2 separate regions of the Mus musculus genome follow, and region 2 is linked to region 1. Evidence: chromatin contacts called from public Hi-C data. All regions are on one chromosome and are shown on one strand. Each heading gives the region's core, a stretch centred on a gene start, on an enhancer-like site or on the middle of the called end of the contact. The rest is flanking DNA. Distances are from core to core; before and after follow the strand shown.

The links. Hi-C and Micro-C count contacts between places; a contact is called where the count stands out from the background.
Region 2: a Hi-C map of B cells shows a contact between it and region 1, with 7 read pairs. The contact joins the promoter of Tbc1d25 here to the enhancer-like site in region 1. A contact is called at or near these places in 1 of 484 Hi-C or Micro-C datasets (B cells) and 1 of 9 other capture datasets (liver).

Annotation. Positions count from the first base shown.
Region 1 is chrX:7,712,153-7,716,321 of GRCm38.p6, forward strand. No RefSeq gene overlaps it. Among named protein-coding and RNA genes, the nearest start is that of Wdr45, 8.0 kb to the right of the region's middle. Within about 2 kb of position 2,174, at least 373 of the 459 cell types and tissues checked have an H3K27ac peak or open chromatin away from gene starts, as enhancers often do. A contact at or near this core is called in B cells and liver, where this site is marked.
Region 2 is chrX:8,174,049-8,178,217 of GRCm38.p6, forward strand. Tbc1d25 (TBC1 domain family, member 25) reads right to left here and starts at 1,876. Exons shown (of 6, transcript NM_172478.4): 1 at 1,663-1,876; 2 at 153-262. The coding sequence starts at 1,785.

The DNA.
Region 1 (4,169 bases), core at 924-3,423:
ACAACCTCTATCAAATGCCATAATTTAAAACCTGAAATGCTCAAAGGTTTAGAAGGAAACATAAGAAATACCTTTCAAGGTATTGGGTTCCTTCCTTCCTTTCCTCTTCCTCTCTCTCCCTCCCTCTCTCTCTCCTCTCTCCCGTTCTCCTCCCTCCCTTTCTCTCCTCTCCCTCCCTTTCTCTCCTCTCTCTCCCTCTCTCCTCTCTCTTCTTTTCTCTCTCTCTCTCTCTCTTTCTTTCCTTCTCTCCCCCCCCCCTTCTCCAAACATAGTCTTGAGTCCTGCAACTCATTACGTAGACCAGACCTCTGCCTCCGGTGTGCTGGGATTAAAGGCACGTTTCACCATGTCTGACCCAAAGAGCTTTTCTTAATAGATCATCAACAGCACAGGAACTAATCCAAACATCAAGAGATGGGACTGCATGAAAATAAACACTTCCTGTCCAGCAAAGGAACGGTAGGCAGAGCAAAGAGCCTCCAGAAGAAACTTTGCTAGCTATACCTCAGACAAGTGGTGATATCAAGAATTTGCAAAGAATTGCAGAAATTAAATAACAAGGAAACAAGCCTGCTGGTCGTCACATGAGACAGGGAACAAAACAGACAACTTAAAAAATACAAATGGATCAGGCAGTGGTGGCGCATGACTTTAATCCCAGCACTCCTGACGCAGAGGCAGGCAGATCTCTGAATTTGAGGTCTACACAGAGAAACCCTGTCTCAAAAAAAAAAATCAATAACAACTTTGAAAGTGTTCAGTATCCCTGGCCATTAGGAAAATGCAAATAAAAACTACTTTGAGGTAACACCCAACCCCAGTCAGAATAGCTATCAATAAATATGACAATGTTACAAAGAATGTTAGTGGTGGTACAAATTAATAGAGCCATTGTTTGGAGTCTTCTCAAAGAATTAAAAATAGAACTGCTATATGACCCAGCTATCTTCCTCCTAGGTAACTAGTCTGTCATAGCCTATCATAACTCCATACCCTATCAGAGAGATATTGACACCCCATGTTTATTGTTGCTTTAATCATTATAGCAAAGAATCACACACACACATGCACACCAACTTTTCATTAGCTTCATACAAAAAAATGAAATGTTATTCAGTTCTAACAAGAAGTTAAAAATTTTGCAGGAAAATAGATGGTCTTGGACTGTGTTAAGCAAGGTCTCACAATTTCAGGAAAAAAAATGCATGTTTTCTCCTATTTGGGATCTGTGAACATATTTGGATACAGTATAAAAAGAAAAAGAACAAGAAAGCCAAAGTATAAGACAATGAGGAAAGACTGTATGCAGGTAATGGACATGAGTTATGGGTGAAGATATAAAGGGAATTGTTTTTTTATTTGACATCTTGTAGGTGTTTTTCATGTGTTTACATCTGTGCACCTGTGAGTGCCTGAGGCCTGTGGAACTAGAGTTAAACACAGTTGTGAGCCACCATTTGGGTGCTGAGAATTAAACCCGGTCCTTTGGAAGAGCAGCCAGTGATCTTAACAGCTGGGCCATCTCTTTAGAGCTTATTGTTATTATTTTTGTTATTCTTTATTCTTTTTCTTTGGGGTGAGGCAGGGAGGATGTGAAGACAGGATTTCACTAAGTTCCTGTCCCGGAACTCGGCATGTAGACCAGGATGTTCCCAAACTCACAGACTTCTGCCTGCCTCTGCTTCCCGAGTGCTTGGATCAAAAAGGTGGGCTCCCGATTATTATTCTTATAAAATATCAGAGTAATGTTCAGTACTCCCCAAGCCCCTCCCCACCCTCCTCGGCCTCTCCTGTAATCTCAGTGCTCAGCGGTTAGGCAGGAGGATCTCCTGGAGTTTTAGACCATTGTGGCCAGCACGGTACGTTCGAGGCCAGCTTGGACATACATAGTATGCGACATTGTCTCGAAAATAAAAACCAGGTCGCCCCAGCAAGTCTTCCCTCACAAATGCTGTGGTCTCAGGACTGAATCCACCCTGAGAATTGGTGTTCCGGGAAGTAACCAATCCCAGGCCTGCGATGCTAGCGTGGCCCAAACCACTGCGTGTGGCCTGGGGGGCGCCCACGTCGCGACCCCTGCAACCCGGCGCATGCGCGGCCGCCCGGACGGAACCACACGGCTGCACGGCGAGGGGGGGAATCGGGAGCGGAGCCCGCCGCCCGCGCTCCCGCGCGCCACTGCGGAGGGCGGCCATCTTGGGACGTTCCACTTGCTGAAGGGGGCAGAGTGAGGAAGCGGCGCCTGGCCACGAACGGCCACCAGTCCGCTCGCCCTAGAACCCCGTCATGGTATGTCTTCTGCGTGGTGACTCTGGCGGATGGTAAGATCGAGTCAGCGGAAGGCCTCTATGCCACCCACCACGTTCACCCGCTTTCCTCTAACCCCCTAATCCTTCCTTTTGGAACCGGCTCCCAAGGCACTCGCGCAGGCCATTGGTTCGGAAGCTGCCCTGATGAGCTCTGATTGGCCCTCTTCCGGATGGAGGCGGGTCTTCCTTTCTGAGGTTGTGGCCCTGGGAATAACGTGGCTCCGCCTCCACAGTCAGGTTCCTGCTGACTGCCTTGGAGCATGCGCAGCGATTGTAGCCTGTGAACTGGGCATCGGGCGTGGGTAAAGGGTTCAAATACCACGTCAGTCTGTAAAATTAGTCGTGGGTAAAACGTCAGCGGAGGGTACTTGTTTACTGTCGAAGCTCTTATCATAACTTTTCTGAGGTAGCAGATTAAAAGTTATCAATCCTATTGTGCACATGGTTGAGCACACCTTTAATCCCATCACTACAGAGGCAGAGACAAGCTGATTTTTTAATTTGGGGTCATCCTAGTCTACATAGATCCAAGCCAAACGGGTGCACGGTGTTGGAAACAAGCAATAAATAATCTTGGCTTTGCATAAAGGGGCACTCAAATGGAAAGCAAAGTAGCTGGGCATAGTAATTCTTGGGAGCTCGAATGGAGGAAGGGCCGGTGTGGGCAGGGGCAGCCGTAAAAGACTGCTTGAACGCAAACCTGGGACAACATGACTACTTTCATTTGTCCCTAGTATAAGTGTTGACTGCATTTTATCCCAATGGTGTGAACTTGACTTCCTAATCTGACACAATTGGCTAACCAAAGCTAAGGGGAATAGAAAAATCTCAGAATTCAAGTCCTTGCCAGACTAACTACTTTTTATTTTATTTTATTTATTGATTTATTTATTTATTTTGGTTTTTCGAGACAGGGTTTCTCTTTATAGCCCTGGCTGTCCTGGAACTCACTTTGTAGACCAGGCTGGCCTCAAACTCAGAAATCCGCCTGCTTCTGCCTCCCGAGTGCTGGGATTAAAGGCGTGCGCCACCATGTCCGGCTGAGACTACTTTTGATTTAAAAAAAAAAAATCCTCACTATTCTCCCCATTTATTATGCTTCTTTTTCAAACGTAGCAAGCATATGTTGGCCATTTGATATCTCTTACTGTTATAAGTGATGACTTACACGCCTTAAAACACTGGTTCTCGACCTTCGTCGTGCTGTGACTCTTTAATGCAGCTACTCCTGTTGTGGTGACCCCCAAACATAAAATTATTTCGCTGCTACTTCATAACTAATTTTACTACTGTTATAAATTGTAAAGCAAATATCTGTTTTCCGGTTGACTTAGTTGGGATCCAGTTGTGGGTTGTGACCCAAATGTTGAGAAACCCTGGCTTAAAGTCGGTATGCCTCCCAAAGGGGAGTCTTTTGATCAAGCAACTGAGCTGGCCCAGCTAGAATGTGAGCTTTACACTCTCTCCAGAAATTCTGTTACTTGCCTAGGAAGAAGTTTTTACAAGCCTTTACTGCTATTTACGATTCTCCCCTCTGGAAAGGTCACTGCAGAAATGTTTAGGAGCCAAATTAGAGGTCAGATTGCCCAAAACACATTGGCATGTCTAGTCTTGGGCAAGGAAGAACCTGACAAGAGGAACAGATATTTTTGTTTTTTAGAAAAAACAGAGGGGGGCTGGAGAGATGGCTCAGTGGTTAAGAGCACTGACTACTCTTCCTGAAGGTCCTGAGTTCAAATCCCAGCAACCACATGTTGGCTCATAATCATCTGTAATGAGATCTGGCGCCCTCTTCTGGAGTGTGTCTGAAGACACCTACAGTGTACTTACATGTAATAAATAAATAAATCTTAAAAAAAA
Region 2 (4,169 bases), core at 626-3,125, 460 kb after region 1:
TTTTCTTAGGACTTTTCTCACAGATTCCAAGCAAGATACACCTATTCACTGTGGAATTATTTGGAAAAAAAAGCAGCCAAACAACAAAACCAAACCCCAGAAACCTGGCAGTGACTTTTAAGATGAGCGCCCTGCTTCATCTTCCCACTCACCCATTTAAGTCAAAGGCTCGGATGAGGATGTGCTGCAACACGTCCAGCGAGGTGATCTGAGGATCCACCGCAAAAGAGCGGAACTCAGGGGACAAGAAGCTCTCACATTTCTGTGGAAAGAGGACAGGGGGAGGCCATGAGGGGGCACATCACCGTGTGGAAAGGGTGGGTAAGGTAAAGAGTGGCAGAAGGCAGGAGTCGAAGACAGGGGAGGGACCAGGTTTTAGGTGAGATGTTCTTGGTTTTTGTTCTGGGCGAGGGGAAGTCACAGGAAGTCTCTGCGCAGAGAAAAGATGATATGTCCTTTGAATTTACAGGGTCCATGTTTGCTCTGCCAAAGCAGACTGGCAGGAACGAAGGCTAATGCAGTAGTCCAGGTGTCCAGTCCTTCCAGAGTCCCTTAAATATGGTTGCCAGAATCACCATGTCCAGCTTGACACAATCAAATCAGTGACTCCCCCCCACCCCCCATAGTGCAAATCTCCCTGTAACACTGTTTGTTGCTCAGATCCTTCTTCAACAGCAAACCTAGGTGCTGGAGCTAGCCCTCCCTCCACTCTGAGATGTATTTATGGCTCTACTGGTATCAAACTGTTGAGAGTTCCTTTGAGTACATGCTTTCCAGACTTCTGTGTGCTGACCTCTCTCAGAGTGAACATCCTTCCCACTTCATCTGGCTTACTAAAACCTTTGCCTTAGAGCGCTAACACCCCAAAAGTGATCTCTGGCACTCCAGTCTGAGCCACCGGTCACTGCTTGCAGGTATCACAACGGGTTCCTTCCTCAGAGTGTGTTATATGTCACAAGCTGTCCTATGTGCCCTTCTCCCTCCTGATTGTCTATTACTTTTGCCCCCAGGCTTCCTTCTCCAACAATATGGGAACCTACAGGAACATACCACACTCATCTAGGTGTTCCCTCTACCTAGAACTCTTCTCCCATCCTAAATGCATATGCTAACATTTTGTTATTATTATTATTATCCAGGTCTCTGTGACTTGAGTCCTCTTTAGGGGATTTTCCTATACAGCTTTGGGTAAAGTAACTCCCTAGAGATCCTAACCTTTCCTATCACTTTCTCCTGATATTCACCAATGTTCAAAATATCTCATTTAATTGTTTTTGTCCCCCTCCCACAAGCACGTGGGCTCAGGGGTGGGACATGGACAAAAGTGAACTCTCAATAGCTATTTGTTGACTGACTTTAGGACTATCCCTTCTGACAGCGACAGCACCTCCTTCCTTCCTCTGGACTCCAGAGGCCCCTCCGGTAACCCTACAACCCACCTCTCTACCCGTAGGCTCCACCCATCCACTCCATTGGCCCTGTCTCCTCTACAGTTCCACACCCAACGACAAGTCCCCAAAACCCACGCCTTCATTCTATCAATTCCGCTCTCCAGCCTCGCCCCCAGTCTCCAAGTCACGCCCCAAATTTCAGGTCTGATGCTCTATCCTAGGACAGTTACGGTCTTTTCGTCCACTGGGCGCCCAAGCAGGCTAGCCTCACCTTGACTCGGACCCGTACCACCTCACGCTCCTCCTCCTCAACCGCCGCGGCCGCCTGGGCACCTCCGACGGGCGGGGGCGCTGCCGAGCACGCCGAGTCCGAGGCCGCGGAGGTGGTTGCCATCCCGCCGCTGTCGTCTCTGTCCAGGTGATAACCGATAGTTACCCGTACCCTAACGTACACCCAACAGTGCGGGCGCCCGCGGCCCCACCTTGCACCAGAGCGCAGGCGCAGAGGTGCTGTAGGACCCTGCCCCTCCCACCTGGCTTGGGCTGGAGGTCGCATCTGAGCATGCGCCTAGAGTGCTCTTGCCTGGAACCCCGCCTCCCAGAGTGGAGAATTTTACTTTTTACTGCCTGTGTGTAAGTGCCTGTCCAGGTCCTGCCTGGCCCGGTCCGTGGCGCCGTTGTTTTGGCAGTTTACTTCCGGATTCATGAACCGCCGCGTTAAACGGACGAGCTTGAGAGAGACAAGAGGGAGGCAAGGAGGCCACAGCGTGCTGACATAAACGTTCCAGAACCGGCTTTGAATTGCCACGTGCCTTTGGTGACAGATGATGTCATCGGTTTCAAATACTTCCCTTCGAATTAATATCCTGAAGGGGGAAAATAGTACTCTAAAGATTTTTTTGTTTAGTTTTTTTCCTTTCTTCCTTTCTTCCTTTCTTTCTAAACAGAATCTCACTAATTTCCCAGAGATAATTTGAACTTCAGTTTTTTTTTTAACCTCAGACTTCCAAGAACTTCCAGGTGTGTGCCACCTTCTCCATGCCCACCTCCCAATCTCTTAATTTACACTTATATTCAAGGATAAAGTTTTACACACGTCTAAATCCTTGTTTATACTTCCTTAAGTAATTTACCAAAAAACAAACATTGTATGCTTTCTGAAGGTCCTACTTCTTTCCTAAACTTTTTTTCCAGGTTTTTTTGTTGTTGTTATTTTTTGTGACATTTTCATATAGTTCAGGCTAACCTTCAGACTCTGTCTCAAAAGTGCTGGACCTACATTGTCTTTGTTTTGTTTTGTTTTGTTTTGTTTTTTCGAGACAGGGTTTCTCTGTATAGCCCTGGCTGTCCTGGAACTCACTCTGTAGACCAGGCTGGCCTCGAACTCAGAAATCCACCTGCCTCTGCCTCCCAAGTGCTGGGACTAAAGGCGTGTGCCACCACTGCCCGACCCTACATTGTCTTTGTTTTACTTAATCATTACAGTTTGTTGAGGTCAGCCCTGTTATAAGCTCTATCTGGTTTATCTCATTGATAGAGCATATGTCTAGTATACAGGAGGTCCACAGCACTTCAGTCACAATAAAAATATGTGTTTGTTAAATATGAGTTAGATCGTTGAACACATCTTATGCTTTTTGTTTATTTATTTGCTTATTTGTTTGTTTTTTCAAGACAGGGTTTCTCTATGTAGCACTGGCTGTCCTGGAACTCTGAAGACCAAGTTGGCTTCAAACTCACAGATATCCTACTGTCTCTGTCTCCTGAGTGTGGGGATTAAAGGTGTGTGGCCACCCCAGCCCAGTGTCTTAAGCTCTTTGAGAAAAAAATGAGATAGGTTTTCACTATGAAGTTCTGGCTGACCTGAGACTCTCCATGTAGACTAAGCTGGCCTGGAACTCTCTTCCTCCAGACTGCTAAGATTAAAAATGGACATTACCACAGCCAGCGGGGGAGTTCAAATCTTTTTCTATATTTATTTACTTATTTATTTATTTAATGTATGTGAGTATAGTGTAGCTTCCTTCAGACACACCAGAAGACGGCATCAGATCCCATTACAGATGGTTGTGAGCCACCATGTGGTTGCTGGGAGTTGAACTCAGAATTTCTGGAAGAGCAGTCGGTGCTCTTAACCATTGAGCCATCTCTCCAGCCCTAAAATTTTTATTACATTTTATTGTATGTGTGCATGTGCCACAGCATGCATGTGACAGACAGTCAAAGGACAACTTTCAGAAGTCAGTTTTCTCCTTCCTCCAGGTCAGTACTGTGCATCCAACTCAGGTCACTAGGCAAGGCAACAAACACCTTATACCCATGGAGCCATCTCATAACCCCTGTCTGTCTATCTATCTATCTATCTATCTATCTATCTATCTATCTATCTATCTATCTATCTATCTGAGATGGTCTCAAGTAGCCCATACTGGCCTTGAACTTGCTATTTAGCTGGAGAAAACCCTGAGCTTCTTGCTCCTGAGTGGCAGGATTACAGGCTGTGCCACCATGCCTGGTTTCATGGGTTGCTAGTGTTGGAGATCAGAGCCAGGGCTTTGGGCAGGCCAGCAATGACTCTATCAGTGACTCTGATTTCTATCTCCAGTGGCTTTTCTCAGTCTGGCATATATTTTTAAAATTTTTTTGGCCTGGGTATTATACATTAAAAAATATATCTCGGGGGGCTGGTGAGATGGCTCAGTGGCACCCGACTGCTCTTCCGAAGGTTCGGAGTTCAAATCCCAGCAACCACATGGTGGCTCACAACCATCTGTAACA